Linked DNA regions of Zea mays: region 1 is linked to region 2. A link is a contact called in public Hi-C data. All regions are on one chromosome and are shown on one strand. Each heading gives the region's core, a stretch centred on a gene start, on an enhancer-like site or on the middle of the called end of the contact. The rest is flanking DNA. Distances are from core to core; before and after follow the strand shown. Region 1 holds the start of LOC541886 (plasma membrane integral protein ZmPIP1-3). Region 2 has its middle 12 kb from the start of LOC100282518.

The links. A called contact is a pair of places that touch in the nucleus more often than the background predicts.
Region 1: a contact with region 2 is called in a Hi-C map of bundle sheath, with 2.8 times the contacts expected there. The contact joins the promoter of LOC541886 here to the enhancer-like site in region 2. A contact is called at or near these places in 2 of 25 Hi-C or Micro-C datasets (bundle sheath and ear).

The regions. Positions count from the first base shown.
Region 1 is chr4:159,003,827-159,007,156 of Zm-B73-REFERENCE-NAM-5.0, forward strand. LOC541886 (plasma membrane integral protein ZmPIP1-3) reads left to right here and starts at 1,808. Exons shown (of 4, transcript NM_001365707.1): 1 at 1,808-2,243. The coding sequence starts at 1,898.
Region 2 is chr4:158,638,715-158,642,512 of Zm-B73-REFERENCE-NAM-5.0, forward strand. No RefSeq gene overlaps it. Among protein-coding and RNA genes, the nearest start is that of LOC100282518, 12 kb to the right of the region's middle. Within about 2 kb of position 1,952, at least 18 of the 20 cell types and tissues checked have an H3K27ac peak or open chromatin away from gene starts, as enhancers often do. A contact at or near this core is called in bundle sheath and ear, where this site is marked.

The sequences.
Region 1 (3,330 bases), core at 558-3,057, 360 kb after region 2:
TGGAGAGCTCTGAGAAGGATATTTTGATGATTCCTGAGCTTTAATATTTTTTACCCACCTTATCCTGCTACATTAATTATCCTTCGCAGGTTCCACTTAGCAGTCTCAATTAAAACTAACAAGGAAAGATAAAATGAATTCGATTCAAGAAATATTCAACCATATAGAGAATCAACCACAAAATGAGTTTATTAGGGGAGATTGGATTAAAAACCTGAATCAATATCAACGCCAAGAATGCTTTGACGTTTAAATTTCATGGCAATCGTAGCATTCGCCGGTGGCTAGAACCCTACCCACCTCTGCTTTCGGTTTTGGGTCGTGGACAAAGGTTCGGTCTTCGTCCGATAGACTAGATATTGGCTCAGGCCCGAAAGAGTCTGTCGCTTGTCTGTTTGGGCAACCTATTGGCATGTTTGTTTCTATTTTCGCATTTATGTAATACCTTCTGTATTTCGGATGGGGACAGAGGGATTATAGTAGTACCTAAGCACTGCAACGATACATGAGGTTTATAGGAGTACACTAGTACAATGTACATGCATTACAATGACACGTAAGAACAAACATTATAATTTAATTAAGCCAAAAGGCGAAGATAAAAGTACTGAGACCCAAACCCATAACTAGCGCACGGTCTCTTAGAGCGAGCGCCAACGGCGCGCCATGCTTTCTAGTTATCACTCGAAATTAGAGGAACGGGAGGGGACCCCAGGGAACATCCCTATCCTAGGGGGTGTTTGAATGCACTAAAACTAATAGTTAGTTGTCTAAAAATTGTTAGTGAAATTAGGTAGCTAACAAATAGCTACCTAACTATTAACTAATTTACCAAAATAGCTAATAGTTAAACTATTAGCTAAGTTGTTTGGATGTCTCAACTAATTTTAACTAATAATTATTAGCTCTAGTGTATTAAATACCCTAGCCTATGTGTCCCGCAACCAGCCGCACCATCCTTTCCACGATTCTGGAGATCGAGTGGGAAATTCTTTCCTCGGTAAGTTGCTGCTGACCGTGGGTTGAATTGCACTACACTCTGAAGTTTTTCGCACCGGCAGGCGATGCTTCTGGACAGCCACACCATTACTGGATGACAAAGCGAAGAGGTTAGGTTCATGTCCCATCACTACTCATCCAACGCAACGAATGAAATCGGCACATGCTAAAAGCAATGACAGGAACAGTAACTCCGTAGGCTGCTTCCAGAAGTACCGCGGCGGCGCGGCCCTGCTTTACCAAAAGGCAGAAGCTCCGCGCCCCGCTGCTTTGGATTGGAGCAGTGAGCTCTGTGCAGACTGTGCTGCCTTTGGCTTCGGATCCCGGACAGACTACACAGGCAAGGGAGTCCCTTTGAAGTGAGGAAAAGGCTGCCTCGTGGAGCCTGCCTAGCAAAGTATGAGTGCAACAAAAGAATATTGCAAGCAAAGCATATGTCTTCTCCATTTATTTCCTCATTTCAAAGCTTCTCGCTCGAACCAAAAAAAAAGATAAAATAGATTGGATAAGCCTGGAACGACTGCATGTGAGGTCCGTTCCCGACTCCCGTGCTCGCCACCTCCTCTTCCGTAATAATTCCATTCCAGAAGCACCTCCTCGAGTCACTCATCAGTGTCCTGCCAATGCCATCCAGAAAAAAAATGCTGTAAAATAAAAATAACAGTGTCCGTGTCTTCCTTAGTTCCTTGCTCCACTCAGTCACTCTCCAGTCTCCTCACGACCTGGCTGCTCCCAAGCTCCGTCCTCTGCTCTGCCTTTATATAATCCCCGAGCCACACCACCTCCCTCACAGTCGCAGACACACACCGCTGCTTCAAGAAACCACCGAGAGCCCAACCGCACAGGCAGGAGAGAGAGCAGGGAGCCAGGGACAGTAGCGTGGGGCCGGGGAGCAAAGATGGAGGGGAAGGAGGAGGACGTGCGCCTGGGCGCCAACAAGTTCTCGGAGCGGCAGCCCATCGGCACGGCGGCGCAGGGCGCCGGGGCCGGGGACGACGACAAGGACTACAAGGAGCCCCCGCCGGCGCCGCTGTTCGAGCCCGGGGAGCTCAAGTCCTGGTCCTTCTACCGCGCGGGCATCGCCGAGTTCGTCGCCACCTTCCTCTTCCTCTACATCACCGTCCTCACCGTCATGGGCGTCTCCAAGTCCACCTCCAAGTGCGCCACCGTCGGCATCCAGGGCATCGCCTGGTCCTTCGGAGGGATGATCTTCGCGCTCGTCTACTGCACCGCCGGCATCTCCGGTCTGTCAGCTCTCCTTCCTTCCTTCCTTCTTGCTGCTGCTGCTGGCTTCTTTTTCCAGCCGACATGTGATGTGATGAGCTTTATTAACCTACTGCGATTATTTCTTAGACTTCGCTACGTTACTAATTTCGCCTTTTAATAACTTCCTTAGCTTAGTAACAACCCTTCATGGTAACGATTTAGTAAAGCTTTTAGTTTTAGTGTACAATTTCTGAGATACTGAAGCAAAAGTGTTTTTTTTTGTGTGTTGGGGGTAGCAAGAGTAACTTGTATAGGCAACAAATCCACTTTGGTATATGACCCTTGAATTTACGTGAGACTTCCAATCCACTTGTTGCTCTTGGATTTCCTGATTACAGTCTTTAGCACTAAAGAAAGGAAGAAAAAAGATAATTTTATTTAGCCTATACCGATATTAGTATTAGTAGCTGAGGATCTGTTAAGTTTGTTTTTTTTAAAACAGTAGAGCTTCCTTGCAGTTATATACTCACCAGCAGCATCGGGATTACTAAGCCCCTGTTAATAGGTTATTTTATTAAAAAGAAAACAAAGTTTATTTCTTTTTGCTTGGTACCACTTTGTACCTTACACACAGGCAGATTTGTCCTGCAATAAATATTTTTACCACTTCACGTACTGTACTACTATAGCATGTGCTGTTTGTTGTTATGCAAACTTGCAAAGGCATCATCAACTGCTACTGTAGTTCATCTCTGATGTAGCACTTCGGGCCACAGTTTCACCAGTAATTATTTAAAGGTTAAATTGAAAAGGGCACCATTCTAGTTAGCTAAGTGCCGCTTACTCGAGGTAAACAAAGAGATGACATAGCAGACGATCCTATGTAACTTGTGAGGTGTGTACATAGTCAACTATATCAGTTAACCTACAGTGGCCATTCCACCTTAAAAATAATGGTGGTCCTACATACGGCTAGTTAAACATGTATTGTTGTGAATTTGTATATGGCTTTTCTGGTGTATGTTTTGTGTATTATTAACTCCGGATACATGCTTAATCTCAAAGTACCAAACTTCGAAAGAACCCATGCTATTCAGCAAAGCATAAACCAATAACACGACTACA
Region 2 (3,798 bases), core at 702-3,201:
AAGTTTAGCCCGGGTCACATCAAGCGTTTGACTTTTAAATAAGAGTATGAAATATAGACCCAACCAACTGGACTAGATTCGTCTCGTCTTTTAATCTTCGGCTGATAAATTATTTTTATAATCCGACTACATTTAATAACCGGAACGGATGTTCAAACATTCGATGGGACAGGGGCTAAATTTTAGCGGGGTGTAACCCGAATCGATAAGCCCGAAAGCGCAGAAGCCGAACTCGATCGGTTAGTTAAATAAAGGCCGACGTACGCACACGGTTGCCCTGCTTTCCTTCAGAACATCGCTATTTTTTTTCTTTTTTTCTTTCTTTTGCGACCGTGCCGGCCGTGTATGTATGTCCTCCCGTCCCCCGGTCCCTCTTGGCTTTACAGTTTGCATATGCACAAAGGCGTAAGCAGATCAGGTGATGTCGGTAACGACGGCCCGCGCTTTACAGTTCTGCCGAGAGGGGGGTCGTCAGCGTAGAGCTGCAAAAGCAGGACGCTTGTTACCTCGCGTTACATACGCGTTAGGAGAAAAGCGACAAGACGCGATAGGTGGTGGTTTAGGCTGTCTCCAGCAACGTACTCTAAATTCTATCTCTTAAAAGAATATTCTCTGTCCTTTACAGCATACTCTAAAAGATTATGTTATCTATATCTTCTTAGTCTCCAGCAACATCCTCTAAATTCGGTCCTCTAAAGCTACAGTATTAATAGAATACATAAACTATCATATATTTTAAATTGGTTCTAATGTACGGCATTAAAAATGATGAAATTAATATTTTTCAATGCTACAAATATTTGAACGTATAAATATTATGAAAAATAACGTACGACACGAATTATAAATTAATAGAATTTAGTCATTTTATGATTAAACAACGGCAATAGTTTTATGTGTGCTGGCTTGAACATTTCCTCAAGCATGTTGTGTGCATCCTATGGTGACTGCAGCAGCTATCACCTTCACGCATGCACGTGAGAGAGCAAACAACATCCACCTGCAACTCAAGTCCTAGACGCAGGCCGCTCCTAGCCATGGTCAAGGAAAGGACAGAGACGGTTTAGCGAGCACACAGGAAAAGACTCTACGTTTGGCGGACGTCTCTAGCATCCGGTAAGATAAAGGAGCTTTTACCGAACGTTACTGGACGAATAAAGTAGTCATCCACACGCTATATCTAGCGGACAGAACGATTTAAAGTAGTCATCCAGGCGCAAGCGGTTCAGCCGGCGGCGTTCAGCTCCACCGCCGGGCACATGGCGTGATGGCCCGCCGCCGACACGCACGCCTGCCGCCGGCCGCCTCAACTGAGCCAGCGCTGCGCGCTCGATCGTGCTCGCCCTACCCAGCTGCTGGAAAGCTACGACTACTGCGGCGCGCCCGCCCGCTGTGTGTGGTGTCCATTTAAAGCGTATCCCTGGCTTCAGCCTAGCTGTTTATTTAGCCGTGACAAAGGTGCACGATCACGTGCATGGGGCTGCTGCAGCACTGCAGCGGCAGCCATAACTTGTGCCTGCCATTACACACATCGTCAGATAGAGAGAGAGAAAGGCACATGCACGTTCCAGCTCATCGACCGACCCAGCTGGGGGCGCGGAGGGACGATAGGGAATCGGAAGGAGGAGGAGAGGGACACGCGATCGATGAAGCCGGCCGGCTAATGGCTGTCCTTGACACGGAACGGAAAGCCGGGCACAGGGATCATGCTCAAGCAGAAGCAAAGGCAAAGCAAAGCAGCCAGCGAAAGGCCTCCCTTGTCCTTATCAACCAAGGCTGCAAGCTTTTTCCCGCTCGCATCGCATGCCAAGCTAGCGGGGGAAAAGCGGCCGGCGGCCGGAAGAGTAAAGCGTAGCAGCAGGCGGCACGGCAGAAAGGGACCGGCCCCGGCCCCGGCCCGGCCGTGTGCCAGTGCCTGCCAGCCGAGCGCATGCATGCATGCCGCGGCGTCTCTGCATCGCAGGGCAAGGGCAGCGCGCTGTATTGCATGCACTGCGCCATGACGCGTCGCTGGGAGGAGGAGCATGGGCCGCGACTGCGAGAGGGGACGTGTATGTGTTGTGTGTGTAGGGCTCGACCATCGTCACCATGCATGTCCGTCTCTGCCTCTCCACCCATGCATGCGCCCACTGCGCGTACGTCCACCAAAGTGCCGGAGTAATAATGGAGACGGGAGAGGCCAGGTCGTGTACAACTTGGATAAGTACTACCCGCTAGCCTTGCCGATTTACTATTCTAGTCTTATTTTTTAAAAAAAATCAAATACAAGTCTATTTATTCTAGAGATCAACGCTTCGACATATGACATCGAACTTAGGACACGTACACTCCCAAACTATATATATATATATATATATATATATATATATATATATATATATATATATATATATATATATATATATATATATAGTTTTCAAGTATAAGCCATAGCTAAGATATTGCATGATACAACTCTATGTCTTTGAATCATAATTACAGTTAAAAGACAATCTATACGGTACAGAGAGTCGTGTAGAAACAGGCTCTTCATGAAAAGTCCGTCTCTTGGATTTTAATTTTAAACGTGAGTTCGAAGATACAATCAGACAGAAGCAAGCAATGCAACAAAAAATTAAAGTGTGGATCTCAGCTCATGAACACTTTCCTAAGATCTACAAAGAGATGCTACATCGTCAAACATGGGAACAAGGTATACTTTACCCGATACATTCATGTACAAATAAGTGGTACGTTAGGGAGATGCAAAGGTTGCTGACTGCCAAGCAGAAGGCTAAGGACGACAGGGCAAGGGAGGCATCAAAATTTAAAAAGCAAGTCATGAAGGACCTTGTTGCTGAACTGCCTAGTGAGTGTTTGGGCTATGTTATTATTTTGTGACCCTGTTTTTATTTTAATGTTCGTGCACAACTTATTGTATTTCTGCTTTTAGGGAAAGAACAACACGATGAGCATGCCACTAAGGGCTTGTTCGTTTCTGTCGGATTGCACCCGGAATCGTTCCAGCTACTCAAAGTTTATATAAATTAGAGAAGCAATCCGGTTAGGAATCGTTCCGACCCACCAATCCGACACAAACGAACAAGCCCTAAGGTGGATCATGTCATGTTTGATAGAAGAAAGCCATAGAAGCATAAAAAGGAGGCGAAGAACAATTTTAGACTTTGTAAGCTCATTGGTCTAACTGATACAACAGCACTATATACCATTTTCGGCGGTCATATTTATTTTTGGCGGTCAGGGTGTGGCCGCCGAAAATAAGCAGGGATTTTCGGCGGCAGGAGCAGGCCGCCGAAATAAGGCTATTTTTGGTGGCTTCATGAACCAGAGTAGGAGTGCAAATAGTGTGGATATGATGAAGGATTTTTTATATCCATGCGGTGAATCCGATCTACGCGTGTGGATGTGGAGTAGGATATGTATCACTTAAATCCAATGGATATGAAGTATCCTAGATTATCCGATGCTTATAATAGAATAATATCAGATTAGTTTAGGAAGTATAAGACTCGCTACATATATTGTGACGACCGACGAATGTGAAAACATATTTCCTACGTACTGTTGACAAAAAGTTGTAAATGCTAAAATTTGTACGAAAAAAAAATAGTTGAAGACGGTGACGAATAATCCTATTGCTGGCTACATATTGCGGTATTTTTTTACCTTAATTTATGCTTGTGAAGAGAAGGCTATTGATGCTTATCTAGTAGTAGTACAAAAACTTATGCGTGTCTTTTTTATTCATGGGAATGAACGGATTGTCATCTACAGTTAAAAATGAAGAGGACTAAAGGA